Regions from separate parts of the Gasterosteus aculeatus genome. Here region 2 is linked to region 1. The links are chromatin contacts, called in public Hi-C maps. All regions are on one chromosome and are shown on one strand. Each heading gives the region's core, a stretch centred on a gene start, on an enhancer-like site or on the middle of the called end of the contact. The rest is flanking DNA. Distances are from core to core; before and after follow the strand shown. Region 1 overlaps kank4 (KN motif and ankyrin repeat domains 4). Region 2 holds the start of usp1 (ubiquitin specific peptidase 1).

Region 1 (5,749 bases), core at 1,577-4,076:
GGACTTGCATTAACTCATCACTCGGCACCTGTCCGATTCCTATGTGTGTGTTGTTGAACACATAATGTAGTTTCTGTATGCTGTAGCTGGAGTCCAGTGCACAGTGAGAGCGTGACCCATCAGGGCGTATCACTGCTTGAGACATTCAGAATGACTGTGCATGACAGACCAGCAGCATGAGCGCACCGCGGATATTATTGGGCAGCGAATCAGAGCAAACTGTTGCTGTTGAGGTTCACGTGTCCCATCAATCCGTCAGACCATTGACAGATGTGTCTAAACTGCCGAGGCCCACAAGCCTCAAGACAGTATTTACACAATAACTGGTCTCCATCTCTTGGCTGTAGGTTATGTCGGATTGATGGTATAAAAGAAAATCAGGCAAAAAACAAACGCAAATGCCGGTACAAATTTGAATGTTTAATATGGTCCATTTGAAAGTACTTGAACGTGCCATCTTGTTGTTGTTTGCAGGGAGAAAGTGAACCAGGGGTTCATAGACGCCTGCCTCTATGTAAAAGACCGAATGGAAGAGGTTTCTTCACCAGATAAAGAAATGGTAAGACTTTCTTTTGGCTGTCGTAATTCTTCAAACTCGTCTGCAAAGTTAATTGCTTGCCTGTTGATAAGTTATTCAGTGACTGAGAAAAAGATAAAAACATTTTTTGCGGAGGGAAAATATTTAAGATTCTAAAATAATGTGGCTCACAGTCCCGTTCCTCAGGCTGAAAACACGAGCTGCTCAACAACCCAAACACTAAAAAATGTTCACAGAACAGTAGAAACGCTTCCACGGGCGGCTTTCTCACAGCATCCTTCCCTCCTCTCTCCCCCAGCGCCAGGTCCTAGTGGTGCTCTACCAGGAGTGGTTCAAGATATCCAGTCAGAAAGAATCGCAGGCCGATACCGTCAGATTGTACCTGAGACAAGTGGGCTTCACCACGCCCACCCTCCTGCCATACGTAGTCAATTTAACCGACGGCAACGGGAACATGGCCCTCCACTACAGTGTGTCACATTCAAACTTCCCCGTGGTCAAACTGCTGCTGGATACCGGTGAGATGCAAACACACACACACGCAGTGAAAAACTCAGGTGAATGAAGCAGAAGAGCTTGAATACGGAGTTTATGAAAAGGATTGCAGCAAACGCTGTATTTTATTAAAACATTTTGTTTCCAGGTCTGTGTGAGACGGACAATGTAAACAAGGCAGGCTACACTCCCGTGATGCTTGCTGCACTGACAGCTGCCGAGAGCTCTGACGACCTGGAGGTTGCACAACAGCTGTTGAGAATGGGTGACGTCAATGCGTGCTCCAGACAGGTAATATCAATACATACATGCCTGCACGAAATCATTGGGCGCGCTGAGCAGACTGGATTTTGAAGGATTATCTCTGTCGTCTGACGTGTTGTACATTGGGTTGTATTTCAGTTATGGGGATTGAATAACTCCTCTGGGGGAAATGACTGTATCTTTGGACATTTTTACAAGTGGCTCTCTTCACTGGAATATTTTCAACAACTTTTTATTGACATCTGCAGTGCAAACCGAACAAAATGTAACAGCATGCAATCTTACACTTTTTTTCCCTCCACTTTTCACTTAATTTTCCATCTCTTCTTCTTTATCTACTTCCTCCCTCATCTCCGAACCCGCATCTCGTTATCTCTCCATCATAAAATCCCTCTCCCCCATTTAATTCTAATTCTCCGTATCTCTTCCTCTTTCTCCAGGCGGGCCAGACGGCGCTCATGCTCGCGGTAAGCCATGGCCGCGTTGCCATGGTAAAGCTGCTCCTGAGCTGCGGTGCGGATGTAAACGCACAGGACCGAGAGGGCTCCACGGCCCTGATGTGTGCCAGCGAACACGGACACACCAACATCGTTCGCATGCTGCTGGAGACGGGCCGCTGTGACAGCACCCTCACGGACAAGGTGCACCGCTGTACCGTAAAGTACAACGTATACTGCCAACTGCGCTGTTTCACCTTCATCCAAGAAGACGAGAATATCAGCAGGCTCAACTCAACGAGGGCACTTTATTCACTGAGAGGACCGCCATCGCTGCTTCACCTCGACACCTATTTATTTGCCTGCCGTGTTGCAAAAAGGCCACCGGGGTCACACACATACATGGAATATATAACTAGACATCGGGCTGCGTCGCGTGCAGCGTCGGTTAGAGCAGACGGTGCCTCGCCCACACAATGGAGATTGATTGTTGTACCTGGTAGTCTATTGATTGCTCCAGAGGGTCGATTCTCCTCCACAGCTCGAGGTGCGCAGTCAGATAACGCCATATCACGGCGGCAATACAGTAATGTCACTCCTTAATCAACACGTTGCTGCGTTGAAGGCTACTGTAACATTGAAGCATTTCTGGAGCGGTTTTTGCTGCCCGGCGACCTCAGAGGATAACTCATGCCATGATGATGACGGGTTAGGGGTTAGGGTTATGTTTTTACCGGTGTTTAGATTGATCACATGGATGTTAATGTCGTGCAGGCCTTCAGGCATTTCCTTAATAACCTCCCACGGTATATTTTGTAACCTGGCCTATTTCGTAGGTAATTGATGCCGAGAAACTTGTCAGCGAATATTATTATTTTAATCCTTGCAGAGGAGAAAATGATTAGATGAGCTTTACAACGTATCTGGCATTGCAAGAAGAGAAAAATTCTAAAACCCTATTTCCTGATACTGGACCCAGCTCTTCCAATGATCTTACAGCTAAGTTGCATTGCCTGCATTGGGGCAGTTGCAGTAAATACACATAGACTATAATGTGAAGTTGCTAGAGAGAGAGAGCAACACAACACTGCCACTGTCAGGATATGATGAGTTCCTGCAATACTCTTGAAACTGTGACAATTCGTTTTGTGTTTCCCCAGAATGGACAGACAGCGCGATCTGTGGCAGAGGGAGCCGCCCACCAAGAGATACGTGACCTTCTGAAGGCCCACGCTGAAACCCGAGGCCCCGAGTCCTTTTTTACCACGGACCTCCAGTGACATCCAAACCACTCTCGCTCTCCAACCAACAACCGCACAATTTACACAACTTTTTGCCCACCAACAAAGAGGAAAAAGGATTTCACTCAAATGAACTACAGACAGGAGGACACCATACAAGACTTAGTATGCAGAGTGAAAAAAGTGGATGTACTCGCTTGCTGAGGCCCTGTGGGTGTTTATGGAAATGCTGCATTTAACCACTCAGTGGATAGACAACAAATGAGACCCTGTGGATTTGATGATAAGGCATTGCCATGGTGACAATTGACAGGAAATCACATATGAGACAGGGTGAGAATATTAAAGGGCAGCAGGGACGGACCGAATCGCAAGTGGATGAAGAGATGCTCTAAAAACGTCTGCTTCTTATCTTATCAACGAGCTCTTCAAGCAAAAATACTAAGCACATGATCTACCTTTCAAATATATAATATTAAATATGACATAATTTCTATTTTTCCTTCATGAGATTGGCATTATCATTTCCATATTTGAATATGGAAATGATTGAGAAATGATACACACCATATATGTAGAATGTTATTCGAATGCATTATACTCATACAGAAACAAAGAAAACTGTATTTTCTGCTGCACTTTTTTTTTATTGTGTTTGTGTAAAGGAAATAGTCCTCTCTAAGAAACCATATAAAAGTGTCTAAAAGTGTGAATTATAAAAAAGATGTTATATAATTATAGAATAGAGTGTCCAGGTAAATTTCCCATCATTCAGTGGATATTAAACAATAATTATTGTATTGTTTTTGCCATAGTAATGATGTTTTTCCAGATACAGGGACATGGGTGAAAATGTTTTCTGTTGAACATTTCTATGTTACGAATTTTTATAACCACAATGTTACCAGATTAAAGAAAGACAAACGTTTTCTAATAAGAAGATTGTTCAGTTCAGAAGGTGCTGCATGACGATACACAGTTACTCTCCCTACTGGCTGGCATTTAATACTAAACGAACAACAGTATGTTGTAATACTGTTTTCATGATAAGCGTCTCTCTCTCTCCCTCTTGGTCCCTCAGTTCAAATACAATATGTGTCTTGTTTGCCTTCTCATTTCAAATCCAATCCTGTATGCAACTGCTACAAAATGCACAATGAATGTCAGGCCGACTATGATACATTCCGAGAAAACAATCTAGCAAGTATAACTGTACCGGCTTGGATCATGGGACTAAATAATTGTTCACCATGTGCGACTAAAGACACTTAATCTTTACAACAAATGTCTGGTCTGCCTGTTCTCAAATGACTAACAATTCGATGCCGCTTCAAGTAATTCATAATTTCAAAACGATATGTCAAAAACAAGTTTTTTTTTATTGCTGCAATGCGGAAAGAAGCAATATCGATGCTAACTTTTAAATCCTAAACCTCTAGGGGGAGGAACTCTGGTCCAGCCTTAATCAGATGACGATGTCACATCTTAGAGATAAGATGTGTTCCAGGGAGTGTGGTCGTCGTCTTCTTCTATTTTAAACAAACGCACACCCATATTTCTAAAGAATCTTTGAACAGAAGTTCTGGTTTGATTCAATGTTTACAACGTAACAGCTCACCTTCAGTGACCCCTGCGGAAAACGCCCAGCAGACAATGTTATCAACAGATCGGTAACGTTCCACAGTAACTGAAACAAAAGTTAATTAAATGCTCTGTTTAACAGACTTTTGGAAGTAACATTGTCAACTAATTGGGTACTGCCTCGAGTTTGTAACACAGGCTTTCTGTTGTAAACCTTTAGTCTCCATGACAAGATAAATCTAATGATATTGTCCAGTTACTTCTTAAAGGAAACTCCTCCAGAGACGACATCAGCCACATGTTCTCTGTCTGACCGGGTTAATTGCTGGGGTCACTGGAGGTGGCATTTGAAGGTGAATACCACTCACATTAACAACTGCCATGTGTGATCTGCGGGAGGCCAATCTGCATTGAGGTGCAGACGGCGCCGTGCAAACGCTGTCCAGTTCTGAGATAATCGCCTTTCTTTTTACGAGCTGCCGTGTGATCTGACCGCTCAGTCTCTCATTCCCAGACATTGTTTTTGTGGATGCTAAAATGATTCTTTACGGAATCCCCGTGAAGATATACTTGTTATATGACGTATCTCGTTTATGTAGTAATATAGAGAATGGATTAATTTAAGCAATAATGGGATATTTTCAACAGTGGCTTTAGTAATCAAATCATTTGTTTTGTAACAAAGTAGCAAAGATTTCCTCAACAATGAGTCTTGCATTAAAACAGGATCAGAAATAACTTATTTTAAATCATCGCAGCACATGTGATCATTTCTGGTTGTCTGTACACTGAGGCACATTGATGCTTCCTGTTAGACAGACGGCTAAACGATGATCCAATCGGTGCTGTGTGAAATATCTGGTATATCTGGTCTTCCGTGCTCGTGTATTAAGTCTTGAAGTGAATCACATCCATATGTTTAATCCAGTGTGACCCAGATCTGAAACGGTTTCATTACTGGCTCAACACCAAAGAACTGAAATTAAATCGGTTTCACATGGGGTTGAATATATAGTTTTATCTGTTTAGTAATCAAAAATAATCAAAAATCGTGTACAGACAGTATTGTGACAAATATATAACAAGCATTGTCTGAAGGTTTGCTCTATAAATGATACAAGTATTTATTCCAAATGCTATATTTTTTACCATATATAGTATACTTATGTATGCATGGACAAATATTCCAGTGA
Region 2 (5,749 bases), core at 919-3,418, 52 kb before region 1:
TCAGGGGGCATGGTGTGTTTGTTTGTTTGTTTGTGGCTCGATGTCCACGTAATTATCAGCTGGACAGTCCATGGGTGGTTGGTTTTCTTTGTCCACTTGTTGACAGACATCTTCATCTGAGTCTTCATCAGTGTCATTGAGGTCCATCTCAAATTCCCTGTCACCATTTTGGATGGAATCAATCACATCCTGCACACTGTATCGCAACGCTCTCCTTGCTGGTGGCATTCTGAAAATAAAACAATTAATTAACATGTATAAATATGCTGCTTTTTATATTGTAGTACATAACCTGAAGTAATAGGTTGGTGGACCAAGTGCTCAGGGTAGAAATGTTTTCCAATACTGTCCGTTTATTGTAAGTTTCTTTCTAACCTGTTGCTGTCTGCTAAATGTAAATGGCATAGCCTATGCTGTCTACTTATCATGCTAAATGAAACATGCATCCCAATCACCAGCCATTTAGTCAAACAATACTGCTTGTTATGCGCTCTAATTATCATACTAAAAGGAAAGCATGCATACCCCCACTTACATTAACACCCCACATTCAGGAACATGTTCACCTTTCCCAGAACTGAATGGTCTGTTGATATCCTCTGGAATTTTAGGTCAGTCTGATCAAATGAACTACTTTTCAGAGATACAACTTTTAAAATCAGCCAAATGTGACCAGAACACAACAAAAGAGTAGAATGTACAGGTATACTGTCCATGTATAAGAAAATACTCTTTCAGGCAGTGGTGTAGTGGAGGGAATACAACCTGTTTGAGCCCACTGCAACAAGCCAGCTATTTTGACTACCTCACTCACCCAGTGTTGTATAAGTGCAACAAGTATATAACAAGCTCTAAATGAAATTTGATGAATTTATTACACAATAACTACATATGTACATGCTCTAGACATTATAATAACCAAAAAATATATAAAAGACATTTTACTTACTTGAATGTGATGAATCCAGTCCTTTGAAACAAAGATGTTGTTCGAAGGAAACCTTGAGATGTTGTGAGTTCATGGCCATAAGGCGGGATTTATAAACAAATGTATAATCCAATAGCATTGTGAGACTGAACAATAGGACCGAATGACTATGTAAATGTAGTAAACATAAAAAATAACATTGTTTTTAAGGATGGTTAAATGTAACGTTGTAATTTTACAACAATGGGTGTTACAGGGTTAAAGGACTTGTTTACGATTAAAATGTTGGGGTGAATGTGTTTGAATGACTCTCTGGCATGTTTTGGGCAAAGAGCAGCAGAGAGTCTGACCCAGCTTCGCCTCAACAAAGGTGTTCTGACCTTCGACCACACAACACAGATTACCCACCTGGCCTCAGGCTCCACTTGCTCAACTGCTTTGGGCTCATCTGCTTGAGGTTCGGAGAAGTCCAAAACCCGCTTGGTTTCCTTCTTCTGGTGGTACTTGAGAGAGAGTTTGCTCTTCTTGACGGGGCTCCCCGCCGCCGCGACGTGTTCCCCCTGCAGGACGGGCATCTTTCTCCCGCGAAACGTCCCCTCGGGCCGATGCTGGTCTTCACGGAGACGCAACAGCGCACCTCACTGGCGAGAGGAGAGAAACGCGGCGTAACGTCAAATGGGCGCCATCGGAGTTCAACGATAACGAAACCTAAACTACGCGATGAGTTTGGTTGTAACGTTATTTGAATACGGTCAACGACCTGTCGACTGACGCTAGCTAACCGCACTAGCGTTAGCTAGCGGGAACTAGAGACGTGTCCGCTTCAATCGAGTGAACAACGAGTTATATAACGTGTTCGCGTTAGTCTGCGGTGACGTGCTGGTGGCTCTCTCGTTAGCAAAGCCACGTTCAATCCGAAATAGAGCCGTTTACACCGGCAACTGACGTCAGGAACGAGCTGCGGTTTATCGCGCAGCGCGGAGACGAAAGTGGGTCAGAGCGGCGTGGTTGTAAAAACGGCAGCACGTAATCTTTCTTCTTTTTTTTTTACAGTCCAAAAACACAAGCTACGAACCCCCCCCCGTGACGCGTGTACACTCTTACTTGAACAAGTCGATCCAGCGCGAAGTCTTAATGTATTTCACAGAGTATCCAGTCAACAATAATGTTTGCCAGCCGGACGGCGCAGCAGAAGTTGGCGCTTTTTTCTGACGGAAAACCGGAAGACCCGCAGTCATCTGTTCTGCCCGCGAAGCGCCGACACGAAATCAAAACATCGCAAAGAAATGTCCAAATAATGATCAGCCTTGCAATTAAACGTATTTTTGGAGGCATAAAAAAATCCTTTAAATTATCAAATACGTTTGTAAAATTCTATCAGCAGAAATTTCAGGCCACAGGCTTTGATTAAGTCACCTAACTATTTTAGGCCCACATGGCCTCGTTTCGAAGCCATTTTTGTAGTCCTTTATCAAGGTGCTTCAAATTAGATTGAAAAAGAAGGATTCTTCCTTAATTAAAAGACATACGTAAGGCAATATTTATTGGAAAGTGAAATTCAACAAAAAAAAATTAAAAGTTGTAAAATCATTTCATGCAGGACTTTAACTTGAACGTCCCCTTTTTATGTGTTTTCCGAACTTAAATAAATGAAAACAAAAGTTACTTCTTCCATCCGGGCTTAACAGGAAACAGAACGGGTCATGTGCTCGGCAATTTGGATTGAAAGGTAGTACTCCAATGTATTTAAAAGCGTAACAAAACTAACCAGTGATACTGTTACTAAGAACTCAGCATAGTTTAGGTTTGAACCTCCACATAGATTTACTATGTATTATATAAACATGGAGTCTGCCTTTCTTTATCACATGCGCCCAGATAACCGTTGGATCCCCAGGTCCATTTAAATAGATTGTTCTAGATTAGGTCTGTATTGCTTTGGAAAAAAGTTTAATGGATTCACAAGGAAAGGACAGAAGTTTTCATGTTTTTTTGGCCTTTATTTTTTTAAAGATTTTCGCCTCTTGTTAAAGCCACTCAGCCCTAAAACAATTTGTCTGTTGTTTAATTACTCAGACGCGTGGACACAACATTCTCTCTTCAACTGACTTTGGGAACACGTTTCATTAACAATAACAATCGGAACAGAAGGACCTGACCTCCGATCACAGCGTTCCGGAGCGATATCCACCTTCAACCGGCAGGGGGCAACATTGTAGCTGTAAACGGCGGTGGAAGTGTCGAACATCATTCCCACCTCCGCCGGAGCATCTCCTCATCTGACAGTCAGCAGAAGCTTTCCCTCCGCGAATATAGAGGTAAGACACAACTGCGGTTTTTACAGCTTTCTGCGTCATTAGATGAACTAAAATCAGCTGTAAAGGCTGACCGCAAGCGTGGTCGATTGAATCCTCGCCTTCGGCTCATGTGTCTCGGTTGTAAGTGTGTTGATTTTCCATAAGGCGTCAGAGTGATGTTGCGGGCGTGCGTTCTTCATCAAAACAATTGCATGCAAAGGCAAAGCAAGTAAGAAAAATGTGTGTCGTTTCCTTTTCACGCAGGCGGTGTAGGCATTTTCTGGCATGTGGTGGTCTTCGGGGTTGTGCAGGACGAGCCGCCGCTGCAGCTGCAGAGGGGGGGGTTGCTTGGTCAGCAACAAGAATGTGTCGATGGTCATGAGCTACCTACTGTGCCTCAGCTTCCGGAATCACTATTCATTTTCTGGCTTGGTGATCAAGTGGTGTTGCAGCAGAGATGCTGATTCCGTAGTGGAAGGGGGGCAGTCAGGACTGTAGCCCTGTGGTAGTGATGGAGCTGCAGCAAATGCTGTCAGCGTCACCATCCATGTGTTTCATCTTTGCAATCTCCAGTTCTGCTCTGGCTTTAAATCAGTGTGTTTCTTCACCAGAAGCACATACTTCATTCTTGGGATAATTTTAAACTCCACTCATAGTTTAATGGACACTTGCCTAGTGGTAGAATTAATTACACATGTAATAACCAGGAGGGGGTGTTCACAGATTTAACACCGGTGGGGAGGTGTTATGTTCTCTCACATCCCATCTAAAGCCTAACCAGGGGATGCATTTTAAAGAGGGATTACCGCGTCTCACTTCCCTCATCACCTCCTGATACCATCATTTTTGCATACTCTCTAAACAATGCAGATTATGTCACCCGTGTCCCGAACTAACTAGGTTTTTGATTGGCTAATACTTTACACAGTGGAGGCAAACACAATTGTTGTACAGTGCGCAAGGTCACTTGACATACATGGAACAAAATGAGATGGGGGCGGAATTGTACTCCCACTGAAATCCACAGCCGCCCCGTTGTGGGATATCGTTCGCTGTTTTTCAGATGACACAAAATCTAAAGAAAATCCACCTGTTTCGCCTGGATTTTGTATAAACTGCAACCTGCTGTGAATTCAAGTATTTCCAAAATACCAGCTCATATCGGCCCACCCAACAGGAATGTAACCCCTAACCCGCAGGAGTAATGAGGACCATTCTCCATGTAGGCAATGGAGTTGGCCTTTATCAAGGCAGGCTTTGTCCCAGGAGACACAGAGCTCTCACGCCCGGAGCAGCAGAGGTTGGCGGTGTGGCAGCTCAAAGTCCTGGCCCATGACATGACCCCCTCCCTCTACAGCCTCCACCCATCTTCTCTCCCAGGAGGGGATCACTGCAGGGAAAATTAAAGCATGTTGAGCGACGGGCAATGGTGCACACCAAGAATGTCCTGAAGTTTAAATTACCTCTCAACCACAAACCCGCCTGTATACAATATGTACCTTCTTTTTTTCCAGACATTGGGGCAAACATTATTTGACCATTTAAGTACAACAAAAAAAGAGACCAAAGAGAGCAAATCTGTGCATTCCGCAGAATGTTGAACATTACCTTGAATTGTTAAAATTCTTGAACAGGTATTTCTGAAGGTTATTTGAGGAACTCATACAGGGGCATGCAGGGAATCTTAGCTTTGAAGAAGACGAAATCAGCAAATGCGGAGAAATCTGGATTAATAATTAAGTTAAACCTGTATCTGATACTTGTTATTGTTGTGGCCTTTTCTGTTTGTCGTCTAATTCATAAAAAAAAATGGGGCAAAGTCTTAACTTCAGCCCTCTTAACAGGTTTGAAAATGTATTGGATTTTCGGCTTTCAGATTGTTGCATTTGAGATGTATCAGAGGCCGAAAGGGCTAAAAAAATCTTTTAGTAATTCACAAGTTTAATCCATTTTTTAGCTCTTGACCATCTGTTTGAATCAAGATAAACTCGTTAAAGGCTGTTTTTCCCACAAAGACTGTTATTGCCTTGCTCCCCCATCTGCTACTGTGCTTATTTTTCCTGAAAGTCCCAGTCGACATCTCACACAGGCAGTGTTCAGACGACAGAGTGTGTTTGTGTGTGTGTGTGTGTGTGTCAGTAAAAGGGGGTTAATGAGATCCTTTATGTTTGTGTGCATGTGTGCCTAACCTCGCATGCACATGTGCATGCATCAGATCAGATGAGGAGCATTTCTCCCTCGCTCCCTTTGCATTCTTTGGAGCATCTGAGAGACTCCCATTTGATGCACGCTCACAAAGTGGGTGTATCCAGCCCAGCCGCTCCGATGTTAGGAAACAGCAACTCTTCCATCCTACTCAGTCTGCTCTCTACTCCCCCTGTTTCAGCCAGTCTGTCTGCCCGCTAGCGTAGCACTCTCCTTTCACTCGCCACTATTCATCCCCATCCAGGATACATTTACACATACCCACGCAGGGCGACCGGATTTCTGTCTCAGTGGACTGACGGGCTCGGCTGATAGAACC

The links. A called contact is a pair of places that touch in the nucleus more often than the background predicts.
Region 2: a Hi-C map of skeletal muscle shows a contact between it and region 1, with 11 times the contacts expected there. The contact joins the promoter of usp1 here to the enhancer-like site in region 1. A contact is called at or near these places in 4 of 6 Hi-C or Micro-C datasets (skeletal muscle, tail fin and whole body).

The regions. Positions count from the first base shown.
Region 1 is chr8:10,369,033-10,374,781 of fGasAcu3.hap1.1, reverse strand. It overlaps kank4 (KN motif and ankyrin repeat domains 4), which reads left to right. Exons shown (of 9, transcript XM_040184043.2): 6 at 475-559; 7 at 837-1,056; 8 at 1,182-1,324; 9 at 1,738-3,912. The coding sequence ends at 2,337. Among protein-coding and RNA genes, the nearest start is that of usp1, 52 kb to the left of the region's middle. Within about 2 kb of position 2,826, at least 4 of the 9 cell types and tissues checked have open chromatin away from gene starts, as enhancers often do.
Region 2 is chr8:10,420,228-10,425,976 of fGasAcu3.hap1.1, reverse strand. It overlaps usp1 (ubiquitin specific peptidase 1), which reads right to left and starts at 2,168. Exons shown (of 9, transcript XM_040183396.2): 1 at 2,033-2,168; 2 at 1,337-1,569. The coding sequence starts at 1,503. It overlaps kank4 (KN motif and ankyrin repeat domains 4), which reads left to right and starts at 1,510. Exons shown (of 9, transcript XM_040184043.2): 1 at 1,510-3,246.